Linked DNA regions of Sus scrofa: all the other regions are linked to region 5. A link is a contact called in public Hi-C and HiChIP or PLAC-seq data. All regions are on one chromosome and are shown on one strand. Each heading gives the region's core, a stretch centred on a gene start, on an enhancer-like site or on the middle of the called end of the contact. The rest is flanking DNA. Distances are from core to core; before and after follow the strand shown.

What was found. A called contact is a pair of places that touch in the nucleus more often than the background predicts. HiChIP or PLAC-seq counts read pairs in DNA pulled down with a chosen protein or histone mark.
Region 1: a contact with region 5 is called in a Hi-C map of embryonic fibroblasts, with 2.8 times the contacts expected there. The contact joins the enhancer-like site here to the promoter of TGIF1 in region 5. A contact is called at or near these places in 2 of 5 promoter capture datasets (fetal liver and liver), 16 of 47 Hi-C or Micro-C datasets (alveolar macrophages, brain, embryonic fibroblasts and 11 more) and 2 of 2 datasets of contacts at active chromatin or transcription factors (alveolar macrophages and skeletal muscle).
Region 2: an H3K27ac HiChIP or PLAC-seq map of skeletal muscle shows a contact between it and region 5. The contact joins the promoter of LOC733637 here to the promoter of TGIF1 in region 5. A contact is called at or near these places in 2 of 5 promoter capture datasets (fetal liver and liver), 4 of 47 Hi-C or Micro-C datasets (mesenteric adipose tissue, skeletal muscle and subcutaneous adipose tissue) and 2 of 2 datasets of contacts at active chromatin or transcription factors (alveolar macrophages and skeletal muscle).
Region 3: an H3K27ac HiChIP or PLAC-seq map of skeletal muscle shows a contact between it and region 5. The contact joins the promoter of MYOM1 here to the promoter of TGIF1 in region 5. A contact is called at or near these places in 2 of 47 Hi-C or Micro-C datasets (embryonic fibroblasts and skeletal muscle) and 1 of 2 datasets of contacts at active chromatin or transcription factors (skeletal muscle).
Region 4: a Hi-C map of epiblast stem cells shows a contact between it and region 5, with 2.1 times the contacts expected there. The contact joins the enhancer-like site here to the promoter of TGIF1 in region 5. A contact is called at or near these places in 7 of 47 Hi-C or Micro-C datasets (embryonic fibroblasts, epiblast stem cells, fibroblasts and 2 more) and 2 of 2 datasets of contacts at active chromatin or transcription factors (alveolar macrophages and skeletal muscle).

The regions. Positions count from the first base shown.
Region 1 is chr6:103,377,840-103,380,539 of Sscrofa11.1, forward strand. No RefSeq gene overlaps it. Among named protein-coding and RNA genes, the nearest start is that of MRLC2, 30 kb to the right of the region's middle. Within about 2 kb of position 1,377, at least 14 of the 83 cell types and tissues checked have an H3K27ac peak or open chromatin away from gene starts, as enhancers often do. A contact at or near this core is called in alveolar macrophages, embryonic fibroblasts, retroperitoneal adipose tissue and 1 more, where this site is marked.
Region 2 is chr6:103,423,321-103,426,214 of Sscrofa11.1, forward strand. LOC733637 (myosin regulatory light chain 2 protein) reads right to left here and starts at 1,470. Exons shown (of 4, transcript NM_001244251.2): 1 at 1,345-1,470.
Region 3 is chr6:103,449,822-103,452,563 of Sscrofa11.1, forward strand. MYOM1 (myomesin-1) reads left to right here and starts at 1,385. Exons shown (of 37, transcript XM_005665300.3): 1 at 1,385-1,699.
Region 4 is chr6:103,079,092-103,081,791 of Sscrofa11.1, forward strand. The region is part of intron 7 of DLGAP1 (disks large-associated protein 1); the gene reads left to right. Among named protein-coding and RNA genes, the nearest start is that of TGIF1, 150 kb to the right of the region's middle. Within about 2 kb of position 1,275, at least 8 of the 83 cell types and tissues checked have an H3K27ac peak or open chromatin away from gene starts, as enhancers often do. A contact at or near this core is called in epiblast stem cells, where this site is marked.
Region 5 is chr6:103,233,119-103,235,869 of Sscrofa11.1, forward strand. TGIF1 (TGFB induced factor homeobox 1) reads right to left here and starts at 1,338. Exons shown (of 4, transcript NM_001244289.1): 1 at 1,142-1,338; 2 at 706-890. The coding sequence starts at 721.

The DNA of each region.
Region 1 (2,700 bases), core at 127-2,626, 140 kb after region 5:
GTGGGCACCCGAGATGTAAAAACACTATGTGGGGAGAAGAGAGAGGGAGCTGAATTCAAGGGCAATTTTATTTTTATGTTTTTATTTTATTTTATTTATTTATTTATTTATTTATTTTTTGTCTTTTTGCTATTTCTTGGGCCGCTCCCACGGCATATGGAGGTTCCCAGGCTAGGTGTCGAATCGGAGCTGTAGCCACCAGCCTACGCCAGAGCCACAGCAACGCGGGATCCGAGCCGCGTCTGCAACCTACACCACAGCTCACGGCAACGCCGGATCGTCAACCCACTGAGCAAGGGCAGGGACTGAACCCGCAACTTCATGGTTCCTAGTCGGATTCGTTAACCACTGCGCCACGACGGGAACTCCTATTTTTTTATTTAAAAAATTTTTGGCTATGCCCATGGCATGGGGAACATCCTAGGCCAGGGATCGAACCCACACCACAGCACCAGAGCCATAGCAGTAACAATGCCAGGTCCTTAACGTACTGAGCCACCCGGGAACTCCACAAGGGCAATTTTAAGACAAAGGAAAAAGCTCTTGAGTTGGGTAGAGCAGCCAAGGCTACTGTCTGATCAGCCAGGTGAGAAGGACCCAGTGGAGGCTAGAAAGAGCCTGGAGTGGGAGGCTGCTGCTGCCCCACCGGCTGAGGTACCTCAGGGAGACTTGGGAGATGAGGGCCTTAGTCTTCCAGTCTGAGAAGTGGAAGCTTCTCTCTCAAGACACCTTTCAACAAGTGGACCCTCCTCTCAACTGTTTATAAGTGGGTAGGGACCTGACATGGATAACACACTGGATTTCTTTAACTGCCTCTAAAATAAGCAGGAAATCTTGAATATTTTCCATATAACTCTTAATATGGAGGTTTTTCTTTTTCATGTGTTTACTTGTGTTCTCAGCCATGTGACTGGCTGCCAGGAAGGCAAACGATGGTAGCGCTGAGATGCTAGTGAGTATCATGTCAGAGCAGGCATTTCTCAGAAACCATGTGTGACCTCTTCAGTGAGCTGCTGGGACATCAGCCATGGTAGCCCTGGCACAGACACGGATGGACACAGCCATGCTTGGGATTCTGGTGACAGGAGAAACCTAACCTTTACGACTTGCACCATCCAGGGCTGGAGAGTGGATTCAGAATCTCTGTATCACCCGCAACACGCGGACAAATATCCACTTCCGGAAATAATCACTGAATAAAAAGATCACACATAAAAGGGGAACTTGAGCAAAGTACAACAAGCACAACCTCCTAAGTGAGTCACTGTCAATTTATACTCCGATGATTACAAAAAGTGAATCAAGCATTCAGATTTACTTTTGCTGTGCTGGTTGGCAATGTCTGGCAGGAAAAATGCATCGTCATTGTGCTCATTCAGAACAAGCGGCTGAAAGGAAGTACTGTGCACCGGGAGCAAAAACCAACGGCGGGAGAAGTGGGGCTGGTAAAAGATTAGGATGGCTTCCCGCAGGATGCGCTGAAACACATTTTTGTACTGAAACACACCCACTCAAACATCCGCCAGGCTACTTCTGGTATCCTCTGCCAAAACACCTCGGATCTGTCTACTTCATTTTGATTCTGATGGTATTTCCAAGAGGTAGACAAGGCGGGCAACAGCTGCGCTAAAAACAGTCTCATGGTCATTTGTGTTTAGGCTGATCTTACTTAGCTTAGGCTGTGTGACTTACTGGTTTATTGTGTAAATGCAACCACTGCTAGAAATAGTTCTCAACAGTCCTGAGGTAGTACTAGCATTCATATAGAGAGTGTGATTTTACAAAATGTTTTCATACACATCCACTGGCTCTGTGCCTCCACCCTTGCCCCCAGGGCAACACCCGTGGCATATGGGAGTTTCCAGGCTAGGGGTCTAATCGGAGCTACAGTTGCCAGCCTATACCGCAGTGACAGCAACATGGGATCAGGAGCCACGTCTGTGACCTACATCACAGCTCAGGCAATGATGGATCCTTGATTCACTGAGCAAGGCCAGGGATGGAACCCATGTCCTCATGGATACTAGTTGGATTGGTTCAGCTGTGCCACAACAAGAATTCCCTCTATGCTTGTCTTTTCATCTCAAAAATAGCACTGCTGTGGTGCTGGTTCGATCCCTGGCCTGAGAACTTTCCTGACACTATCAAAACACTCAATAATTGTAAATGAATGAATGGATGAATGCAGCATTGTAAAAAGAAGACTTAGAGATTGTTCCCTGCATTTTGGGGTTCAAAAATAGTATGAATTTCACTGTAATAGATTTTATCATCCATTCTTCCCCTTTAGGAAACAATACTGACAAAGTTACAGCATTTTGGGGACTGATGCTTTCTGCATATTTTTATTCATGATTTTTGACTCAACTTCATGAAGAAGTTACTACAGTACCAAGGATTATAGTGCCATCTAGTGACACTTCTAGTTATTGTGTCTAAAAGTGCATATGACAACATCTGCTCTAAGAGGTTCACCTAAAAGATTGGGTGTGCTGTGTGCAGTATGTGATCTTTGCCATTTTTCTGTCCAAGAAAACTTTTCTCAAAATTTCAGTATGTGATAAACCTTCTCATCCTCACTCATATTTCCCAGATGACATACTTACTGAGCCTATTCAGACTAGATTTTCAATAGTTTATATTTCAAAGAATGTGTTTATTTTTAAGACCTTTTGATTTTGAGATGAAACACTGATATAT
Region 2 (2,894 bases), core at 220-2,719, 190 kb after region 5:
TTTCTAGATACTCTGGTTTCATTTGTAAAATGGGATTAATCCCATTACAAATTAATCAACATTACACTATATTACTCTAGTTAGAATCCTAGATTCCAGCATTTATAGTGGTAATAAGTGTAAACTGAGCTGAAGACTTTTTCTACTACAGAACACTCAAATTGACCAGTATTCTGGAAACATGTTCTTTAAGGAAAAACTCTCATTTCAGAAAACACCTCCTAGTACGACAGCACAGTGTCTGCTTTCCGAGTCCAGACCAAATCTACTGATTTGTCTCATTTAAACAATAAACCTTTTTCCAAGCTAAATAGATATATAACTTTTTGGTGCCAACCACAGTTTTTTAAAAGTACATTTTCAGGGTGGTGCTTCCGTTCCAACTAAACCAAGTTTTCAATTCCTTTGCAAACTTCCGGTTAAAGGTAGGAACAGTTCCCTTAGACTGCCACACCCAAAAAGTTCTCAGCACTTGACAAAGGCAATTCTTTGTCGGGGTTCACTGAGAGTAAAGCCTCACTTTTGAAAATAAAAAGCTCTCTGGTCAAGTTTTATCGAATGCCTTCCAGAACATGAAACAAACAGCAATAATTTTAAGAAATACTCACTTTCTTCACCTTTAGATATAAAACTTTGTGCGCTGAAGTTAAAATCTCACCTGAACGCTTATTTCTACTCCAAGTTCTGTAAAGAACTGACATACTCTTTGATAAACCAATTCAACTACTATAAAAAGAAACACTTTGGGAAACTGATATAACCCCAAGTCTCCACCCAAAAGGAATGTGGTGGTGTATTATGGAATTTTTCTGAAGCCGCAAATTAAACACCAAACCTCCCTTTGCCCAAATATCACTTAAAACAAAGTTCTAATTACAGAATGGACACTGAGCTGAGGAAGATGCTAATTTGAGGTGGTTATTCCAACTAAACGTAGCCACACAGCTGCAACAACAGCTGCAGCGGGGAGGTGCGCCGGAGTGGTGGTGGGGGAGGCAATGGGCTACAGTTTTTGCGCAAACTCTTGAATCCGGCAAGTTTACGTTAGAAACTAAACTTAGTCCCAGAGTCAGATCCGCGGGGCTCGGGTTTCCCAGGCCGGCTGTCGCCCAAGCTCGCGGCGCCAGCAGGCTAAGCCACATTTCCTGACCTCCAAGTCTGGCAAAATTGGCATCTGGGCCGTTTCCGGCCCCCGGCTTTTGATACTGGAGCTGGCCCTTGGGCTCGAAACCCACGAAGCGGCTGGTACATCTGCCCAGGTGCGCTCCCGGTACCACGGAAGCACCGCTGCTCATCAGCCGCCCCACGGGTATGCGGCCAGAATGAGCCCCAAGCACCACTCACCCTGCTCAGCCGCAAGAATCCGATTGCTTCGGGTACCCCCTCGCTGCCTCGGCTGCCGCTACTAACTCGCTTCCAATACCAGAGCCGCTACAATCCAACACTTCCGGCCTCCGCCTAGCGAACCGGAAGGAAGTCGAGTCACCATTCTGGGCTAACACTGTGAGCCTGGGTTAACGGAAGGGCGACGGGGCAGGGGTGTTGCCAGTATGCTCCAAGGGCGTAATTTTGACCGACTGCATTGCAAGAAAGTATCAATTGGGCAGCCTAGCACATAGAAAAACGTTAAATGGTTCATTGGGACTAATGACTAAGTTTTAGTCTTTTTTATACCCCCTTTTACAAAGTAAGCTTTTCTTTCCCCCCTTTTCTGTTGGCAAATGGGTGAGTCTCTCCTGTGGGTTTGCCCCTCCGCACATTCCAAAGCCCGGCTAGGGGCGGGGCTCGGCAGCCGAAGTCCTTGTAGGGAAATCGCGGAGATATTTCGCGGCTCACGTGAGTGGCCTTCGCCCCGCCTCCGAGTGCCCGGCCCCTGGCGCCGAGCAGTCCTGCGCCTGCGCCTGGGGCTCGCCTCAGGTTGACCTGGGAGTTTTTGGTTCTCCTGAGGGTCCAGCACGGCTAGCGTACCTCAAGATGAGGCCTTTAGGCGAGAGATTTGATTTCTGTGTACCATGTTATTTTATAAAGGGTCGCGCCCCTCCGTCAGGAGCAAACATTGTGAAGTCCCGGGGGCCCCCAGCGAAGCGGCCACTATCTCTGCCCCAGAAGGATCTCCTCAGGCCAAGGCAGGCGGAAGACTTATTCCCTCTTCAGAAAGTTTGGGGTTCTGTTTCCCACCGGAGCTTCTTGAGTCCCCGACAACAGGGAGAACCTGTCTCCATCGGGCTCTGAGGGAAGACCCGCGACCCACAGCGTGGAGCTTCCTAACCACGCCCATGCCTCTCAGGGTGCCTGGTGAAAAGAGTAAGAAGTCTGGCCTATAGTTTCTCAGTTCTCCTTTCCCAACACAGCTTCAGACACTGCGTCGCCCAATTCTGCCCTCCTCTGTCCAGTCTGGCAAGTGCGGCGACGAAGGAGTGGGCTGGAGCCCATGACACTCCAGGTCACCCCAAAGCCGGGCTTGGGAGCCTGGTCTGGCTCACCAGGCCAGAGCAGTTCTGAGGCTTGGGGTCCCCTCGAAAGCCGCTCTCACCCTGCTGACAAGAAAGGTAAAAGCTGCAGAGTAATGCACTCGGGATGTGATTAAGCTACACCTTCAAAGACCTCAGGAGCATTTCCTCTGTTTTGTTTTGTTTTTGTCTTTTTAGGTCCGCACCTGCAGCAGATGGAAGTTCCCAGGCTAGGAGTCAAATTGAAGCTGCAGCTCTTGGCCTACACCACAGCCACAGCCACACCAGATCCGAGATGCGTCTGCCATCCGAGCTACACCACAACTCATGGCAAGGCAGGGCCCTTAACCCACTGAATGGGGGCCAGGATGAACCTGCATCCTCATGAGTACTAGCTGGGTTCTAAACCGCTGAACCTTGGGAACACCAGTCTCTTAACCAATA
Region 3 (2,742 bases), core at 135-2,634, 220 kb after region 5:
ACTTTTTCTTGGATTCAGCCTCCGTGAGTTATTCATTCTCTCATCCAGCTCCTCAGTCACATCGGAATATTTCCACTCAGGACTAAGTGGAATACCTTTTTTAATATACAGTGGGTAGTTCAAAAGCTGACCCTCAGTTATGAGTGGAGACCCATATTGCACTTGAAAGACCATTTGAAAGCATCTAGTTTCTTACAGACAAAATATCATCGGAGGGAGGATAAGGCAACACATGACAAAAAGAGCATGGGCTTTGGAATCCACATATCTCTGAATGAACTGCATTTATGTCGTTTACTAGCTGTGTGCTCTTTGGTAAATGACTTTACCTCTCGAAGCCTCAGTTTCCTCAACTGTAGCCTGAAGCTAATGCTACTTGCCTTACAGGGCATTATGACCATTAAATGGGATCACACAAAGTGCCTACCATAGTGTCTGGCACTTGATAGGTCCTCAACAGTGTTAACTGTCATTGTCATCAAGAAAGGGATTAGAAAGTAGGTCCTAATAGTGGGTCTGTTCAGTATTTGGATAAATACAGGTGATCTGTATTTAGGTGCTCTAGTATCAGAACATAACCTGCTCAGTACCTATAATCTGAACTTTTAAATTACTACTATCAGAACAACAGTTGACATTTACTGGGTCTTCATTATGTGGCAGTCGATAGGTGAGTGCTTTCTCTGTGTTATCACGTTGATTTCCACAGCAGTCCCATAATTTGGACGTTATTATCCCCATTTTATAGAGAAGGAAAATGAAGCTTAAAGAAAAATAAATTGCTTAAAGTTACATGGCTATTAAGTGCCATCAACGGTCTGGAATTGAGGTCTGGTCTGAGTCTGAAGTGCAAGCTCTAACCACCAGGTTTTACCACCTCTGAATTTGTGAAATAGTTGGAAAAAACAAAGAAAGAGAAGTGATGTTAGATAGACTGACCCTACTCTGGCTTTAGGAAAGATAAAACATGTTGCTTCCTAAAGGCTTTAATGACTGGGGAATCAAATACTCAAACTTGAAGCTATGACCTACTTTGTAAAATTTTCCTGAAATGAGAGAACTGGTGACCCCCGAATCTTCGATCCAAAATTTCTACCGCCTGTAACCCATTTCTTACTTGTTTGCCTCTAGTTAGCCTCATGTTCTTTTTTCACCTTGTGTCTTTTAAATGTACATGCATTATGAACAGCACATCCAGAACGATTATCTTGGCATTTACATTCCATGAAGTCCATTTTGGGAATCAGATTACTACATCTATTTTTAGCTCTCAACACAAACCACTCTTTCCATTACACTTTCAGATAACCAGTAATAAAATGATATTGAAAATAGCCCTTATACCCAAATAAATATCTCACATTTGGTTTAATCAAGCCAGACCCATTGACTGGCATTAATGTAATTACATTACCCAGGCAGCTACCTGCCAGTGCCTCCCTCTGCCTCTCAGTTTAGGACTACCCTTCCCATTTGCTGCTATATTTATCTGCCTTCTTGGCCATAAAAGGCTGGCTGTGTGGCTCTGACATTCTACTGCCTGACCACATGCATTATTTTTGAACTGGCCCCCAGGGTCCTGTCTTTAGCCCTGCTCTTAACTTTTTCTTGGATTCAGCCTCCGTGGGTTATTCATTCTCTCATCCAGCTCCACGGTCACGTCGGAATATTTCCACCACTGCCACTCCTCTGCAAACTGGTAAGTGTGACCTTGGGGCAGAAGAATGCACTTGATATTTCATGTGCTTAGCAGCACCACGGTGTGTGTGGTTTCTATCTTCTGAGCTCAGCAGTTTTGTCAAAGAGATGTCAGAAGTGCAGGGAAATAGGAAAGTGGGGCTCCTGGGAAGGAAAACGAGCAGCAGGGTGCCGGTTTGTGCTGGCACAGCTCTTCTCTCAGCTCAGCGGCTTCTTCTAAAATTAAGCTGCTGTTCCTGGAACCATAAGGAGATAATAGCTGTCTCAGATGGAACTGTAAGTGTGAGTCAAGTGCTTCTTCCAAATTACAGTTCAGTGGTTTGGTTGAAATCTGGGATGAGTGAGGTAACAGGAAATCATGTGTTTTCTATCCTCCATACGCCTACAATGCTCCTTGATTACAAATTAGATCAAAAGGAGTAAATGAACTCTGAAGTCACTAGTTTCTAATTTGCTCCAACAATGCCATGTGGATAAATGTAAGAGTGCACTGTGGTATTTCTCCTATGAAAACGGCTAAGCAGTATTTCACAGGCAACATAAATTCCCCACAAAATGGTCCCAAAGTTAATATTTACTGTGAAGAGTTTTTATCAGCTTTCAGCCTCTAATGCCTGTACAAAATATCATTCATGTCACAATTCCAACCATGGAGTTAGTATTTCTTCCCAAATTCCCAAATTATTTTCAGGAAGAAAAAAGGTCTTAAAGAAATAGGAGACAACCAAACCACCTTTCCTCCCAACACACTCTAGCTGTCATGTGTCGGGGATAATCCTCATGTACTTGATGAAGAGAAGGTAGTTGTACCTTCGTTCCAGAGGTCAGAGCTGTGACAACCAGCTCTGTTGATGTAAAGCCAAAGCCTGTTTACTTGTAATACATCATCTACGTGCCTAGAAAATTAAGTATTATTCAATATGTTCGGGGAAAACAGAAATAAAGAGAATGGAAAACAGAGTTGAGGCAAGACAGTTAAATATTTTATTTTGTGAAAATAATAGCATTTCAAGTTATTTTGGGTTCTGAATTTAGCTTATAATA
Region 4 (2,700 bases), core at 25-2,524, 150 kb before region 5:
TATCTTCAATAACACCATTTAGAAGCTTTGCACTTGCTCTTAGAAACGTCTGCCCCAAAGACATTTGTGATTGAATCAGTGATAATGAACTTAATTCATGATCTTTCTAGAGTAGAGGTTCATTTGGGGAAGAACAGCAGTTTGAATAATGTTATGTATTTCTAGATTGTTAGAGGTAGATATATTCTAATTTTTAGTTATTCGACCATTTCCCCCACATCTGGACATCATGCCTGCATGATTTCAGGGGGCTTACAGACCCCTGAAGTCCCATCCAAGGACCACATTCTCCTGCCTCCAATTTTGTTGCCATATTGGCTTTCCGCTGCTGTTGATTAGGAAGTGCATTTGATCCTTTTGTGAACAGCATTATAATATCAATCAAACAATCAATTTTTGTTGTACATGTACCCTCTGCCAGTCATCATGCTAGTCAGAGCACATACAGTTATAAGTCAGATATAACTCTTGCTTCCAAGTTTCCATCGGAGAGAGAAGCATGAAGGCAGAGAAAGACAGGACTGTTCAGGTGTGTACAACATGCAAAAGAAAAGCTAGGAAGTGCTGTAAAACACAGGAGATAGTTGAGTTGGTTCGAAAAAATGCCTAAGTGTGCAGAAGCCACTCACAGGACCATTTATATAGAAAAACTTGGCAGATTAGAAACGGATCAATTTCTTTTAAGAGCTACTTGAAAATCGCAGAAGATTCTGTAGAAGGGTGGAGAAGAAAAGAATCCTAATTTCGAAGTTCTATTCCATGTCTTGTCAAACCATGTCTACATTCTCGGGCTGCAGATAAAACTGGGAGCTGCATCCTCACACAGCTTGACTATAGCATTCTTTGGGCTTTCTACGTGATGGTGTAAAACAGCACGCAAACGCCAGGGGGCAATGCCGTTTCACCAAAAATCACAGGAAATGCTCCAAATGGTATTTTACAGCATCCTGGTGCAAAGGTGAAGTCTTTAATAAAAACAGAGTTTTGCAAAGGAAAAAAAAAAAAAAATTCATTTTAATCCTTTCTTTGAAAGCTTCCTGAATTGCCCTCAAAGTTACCTTTTGGCATTTGTGCACAGCTGAACATTTTGCAATATTATTTGCAAAAGAGTTACTTGAAATTTTTTCTCAATACAGCTGCCTGATCTTTCCCATCTGCCTAAGAAATCTAACCAGCCCCCAGCCAGCCTGATTTCACAGCAGTGGGACTGTTGCATCCTCTGCCCAACATGGGCTCTGCCCCTTTGGTGGAGCTGCGGCTCCCTTAAAAGTAATTCCATTCCCGCCTGTGTTTCGTTTTGGCTCAGCGGCCGCCAGGTGTCTGCCCTCCCTGAACCCCCGAGGATGAGAGATCAAAGGTGTGTCTGCATCTGCCTTCCTGCCCAGCTCTGTTACAGGTTCAAAAGGGACAGGTACAGTATTGTGCATTTAGGGAGGGAGGACAAATCAGTTATGTGGAAACTGGCAACGTCCCAGAGAGTGTGAACTCGCCAAAATGATGTGGAATGTGTCTGTCTACACTGTAGTCCTGCCATTTGGGGAAAGTTTTCTTTTAAAATGAATGAGAATGTTATGCCTAAAGGGAGGTCTTTTTTTCTCTGACTGGAGCCCTACCAAACCCTCTTAAGGACACATTGTACATAGGCCTATTTGGAGACTACTGTTAAGAGAAACATAATAGCAGAGTTCCCTTGTGGCCAGCGGGTTAAGGATCTGGCTGTTGTCACTGCTGCAACCTGGGTCGATGCTGTGGCACAGGTTCAACTCCCGGCCCAGGAATTTGTGCATGCTGCAAACGTGGCCAAAGAGAGAAATATAAGGAGGTACGGAAAAATCCTTTTTAAATGATGAAATGGAAAATTTAAGGATATTTAGAGGGACCTGGAATTATTTCACCTATGGCAAATATGACAGACTTAGGACTTAAAGAAAGAGAAGAAAATTTTTAAGAAAGACAATTTTCAATGCATCATCTATTTTCCACATCCACAAGACTCAATACGCAGGGAAATACTTTTTTAAAAAACATTAGACAGGAGTTCCCATCGTGGCTCAGCGGTTAACGAACCCAACTAGGATCCATGGGGATGTGGGTTCAATCTCTGGCCTTGCCCAGTGGGTTAAGGATCCGGCGTTGCCATGAGCTGTGGTGTAGGTCACAGATACAGCTCAGATCCCATGTTGCTGTGGCTGTGGTGTAGGCTGGCGGCTACAGCTCCGATTCGACCCCTAGCCTGGGAACCTCCATATGCCGTGGGAGCGGCCCTAAAAAAATAAATAAATAAGTAAACGGTAGAGAGCAAATTAGATATTAAGAAAGTAGTTTTGGAAGCACTGGTAATGGAAGGTCTGGAAACTTTACCCAGGCTTCAGCTCTCCTGCATGCGGAATTCTCTCCTACAGCAGTGCTGAATGAAAAGGAAGGGTAGACAAGGCTTACCACCCAGTAAGAAGTTATTTCTGAACTTAAACTTAGAAACCATTTGGAAAGTTGAGCACCCACAAGTTTCTTGAGAAAGTCTCAGGCAAGGTCCCTAATTTCCAGCAAAGACAGAACTGTGAGGGAACACCGATTGGTTTTTTCTCTCGTTCCCCTGTGTCCACTCGCCCAGAAGCAACGTTGAGCTTCCTCTTCTCTGCACATCGATGACCCAAAGGAATATCAGCAATGCAGCACAGTTGTGCCATGCTGCCTGTCACA
Region 5 (2,751 bases), core at 88-2,587:
CAGGCTCACTCTTTGCATGTCACACTTGGACTCATTCTGACTGCACGCTGCTTGCCCTCAGTGCTAACTCTTCCTCTTGCCCCAAATTCAACGTGGGAAAACTTTTAAGAGTCTGGGAATCCTGAAAGGTCTAGTTTTCCAAAGGTACCGACACCTCGGAGCGATCTTGGGTCCAGAGTTGCATTCCTCCGATTGTGAAAACGCCCCATCCCTGGAGTAGAGCGGGCCCGGCCGGGAGTGAGTGGGGCCCAGGAGCCCAACTTTCAAACAAAGGCGCCTCGGCTCCAACGTCCGGACCACCCCGGGTCCTGTCCTGGAAAAGCCGGGCGGAGGTGCTCCCGACCCGAACCCCACTCCCCTGCCCGCGAGAAAGAGCGAAAAGCCACGCGGCGGTTCTGCGGAGTGTGGGGTATCGGCGGAGACAATGAAACTTGGAGGAGCACAAACAAGGCGGTGCGCGTGTTTTTTGACAACGTGCCAGCAGCGTGGAGAGGCCCGTCTCCCCACAACAGCCCCTCGTGTTGTGTCTAGAAGGAAAGGAGCAACTGCCATTTCAGACGCAGCCTCAACAAAGACGACGGTCGCCGCTGAGGCCGGCGAGCCACTGGGGCGGAAAAGTCCACCAAGTCACTATCGCCCCAAGCCCAGGGCCGCCCCGCGAGCACGTTTCCCCGGGACCCGCGCCCGCAGCCCGTGGAGCCTCACCTTTCTTGCTTTTCATTCTGGAGCTCCCCTTCCAGCGCGAGGCAGCGCTGGGGTCTCGAGGGGCCAGGAGCGGGGGTGGAGGGGCCAAGCGATTGTCCTCCTTCCTGGCCGACTCTCCCGTAACTTGTAGGACGCGCTCCAGCCGTTATTGCTAAACAAGGCGCTCCGATCCCAGGCGCCCGCTCCTTGGGTGGAATTCAAGTGACACTTGGGCTTCCTCCGGCCGGGATCTTCTGGCAGCCGGCCGGGGTCTCTCCCTCGCCCAACTCGCTCCCCTCCCCACTCCGCTCCTTTGTTCCCCGCTCCTGCTCGGCGCACCTCAGCGCTGTCAGAGTGAGCGAGGCGAGGAGGGAAGGTACAGGAGGTCCTGCCTCCGCCCCCAGCCGCCCGCCCCGTCCCCCGCCCGCCCGGCCGCTCCTCCGCCCCTCCCCCGCACCTTCCAGCCGGAGAGGACGGCACCGAGCGCCGCCGCAGCCGCGCCGCCTCACTCCGCGCCCCCAGGCCGCTGTCACTCGTCCCTCGTGGGGGTGGCGGAGCCCAGAAACGTGATCTGGTCTCCCTGCTGCGCGCACGCCGCCTGCCCCGGCAGCGGCGGCGACACCAGCCGAGCGCCGCGAGTTTCTCCTGTGGGCCTTTCTTCCCGGGGCTGGGGAGGGTGCGTTTGGTTTGGTTTGGTTTGGTTACGAAATTGCAACAGATGGGAAAAAGGCCGTCCCCTCCTCCACCCCGGGGAAGAAAAGGCTCCTTTCGTTTTTGACAGCTGCCTCAACTCCACGGTCCCAGCTCTAGCCGCAGGAGAAGACAGCGGCTGCTGATTCAAGGGGCGGAGCTCCGTAGGAAAAGTATTCGGGACAAGAACCAACTTCTTCCAGAATGCGCGGCTGCCATTGACACGCGGGCGCGGCGCGGCGCACCCTTCTCCTCCCGGGGCTCTTCCTCCAACTGCTACGGGGGAGGGGGGGCGAGGGGGGAGGATGAGACACAGACACCCCAGGCTAAAGTCTGTTCCTCCCGGCTAAAGCTGCGAGTTCCGGACTGGATTGTAAGGCAGTTTCGAAATCTAACACGTTGCGGACAGACACTTGTCATGCTCACATGCTCTTTAAAAGTCTCTGCCTGGGGACGGCCCGGACGCTCCGCCTGCCCGGCTGAGACTCGGCCGGACACTCCGGGCCCAGGCAGCTGCCGCCTCTATGTGAAGGGGGCTACCACACCCTGGGCTGCTCATCTGTTTCGGTAAAGAGTCTACTTTTTATGACTTAAATCCTGCTGGGCCCCCACCCCCCATTTCAAACAGAAACTAACCATTAAGTAAACATGTGTTCCCGTTGGCTTATTTTGGTTGAGAGTCGAGAGAACTCCAACAAGAGTTCCTAGATGAAATAACCCTTTAAAAAGACCGGATGCTGTCTGGACGATTTCAAGAAACGCAAGCAAGCCCCCTCCCCTCCCTCTCCTCTGGGTGCAGTTTTCGCGAGTGTCTGTGCCGTTGTTTTGAAGTAAATGAACTGTCACATGCCACACTAAGACCTTCCCCATCACTTAAAAACAACAACAACAACAACAAAAAACCCCAAACATAAATAAACCTAGTAAGACATCAGCGCCCAAGCCTGTCTCCAGTTTCTGCTCTGTGCTGTTTTTGTTTTGTAACCTCGATGGAGAACCCAGCAGTAGCTCCGGGGAAATAAGGTTCAGCCCAAGGAGGAATGAAGCAGCCAAACGATGACTAACTAGACTTTGGAGCCTCTGTTTTAGGATTACACTGAAAATTAGAGCCAGTCACCCACCCACGCACCCTCCCCAAAAAAGACACCCCCGACCGGAGAGTGAATTAAGGCCAGAGTTTACAAAGCCTGGGTGGTTTTTCCAATTACAGGACTTAAAATGAATAAACAAGGAAAAAAGTCACTCTTAAGAAGGCAGCAACCTTACAGTTTTGTTTTTTTCCTGTGGTATGCCGACTGCTCGGCACCTAAGAGAACACATCTAAAATGGCAAAAGGAGAAACAAGGTCCTGGGGGAAACCACCAGCCCGGAGGCTCC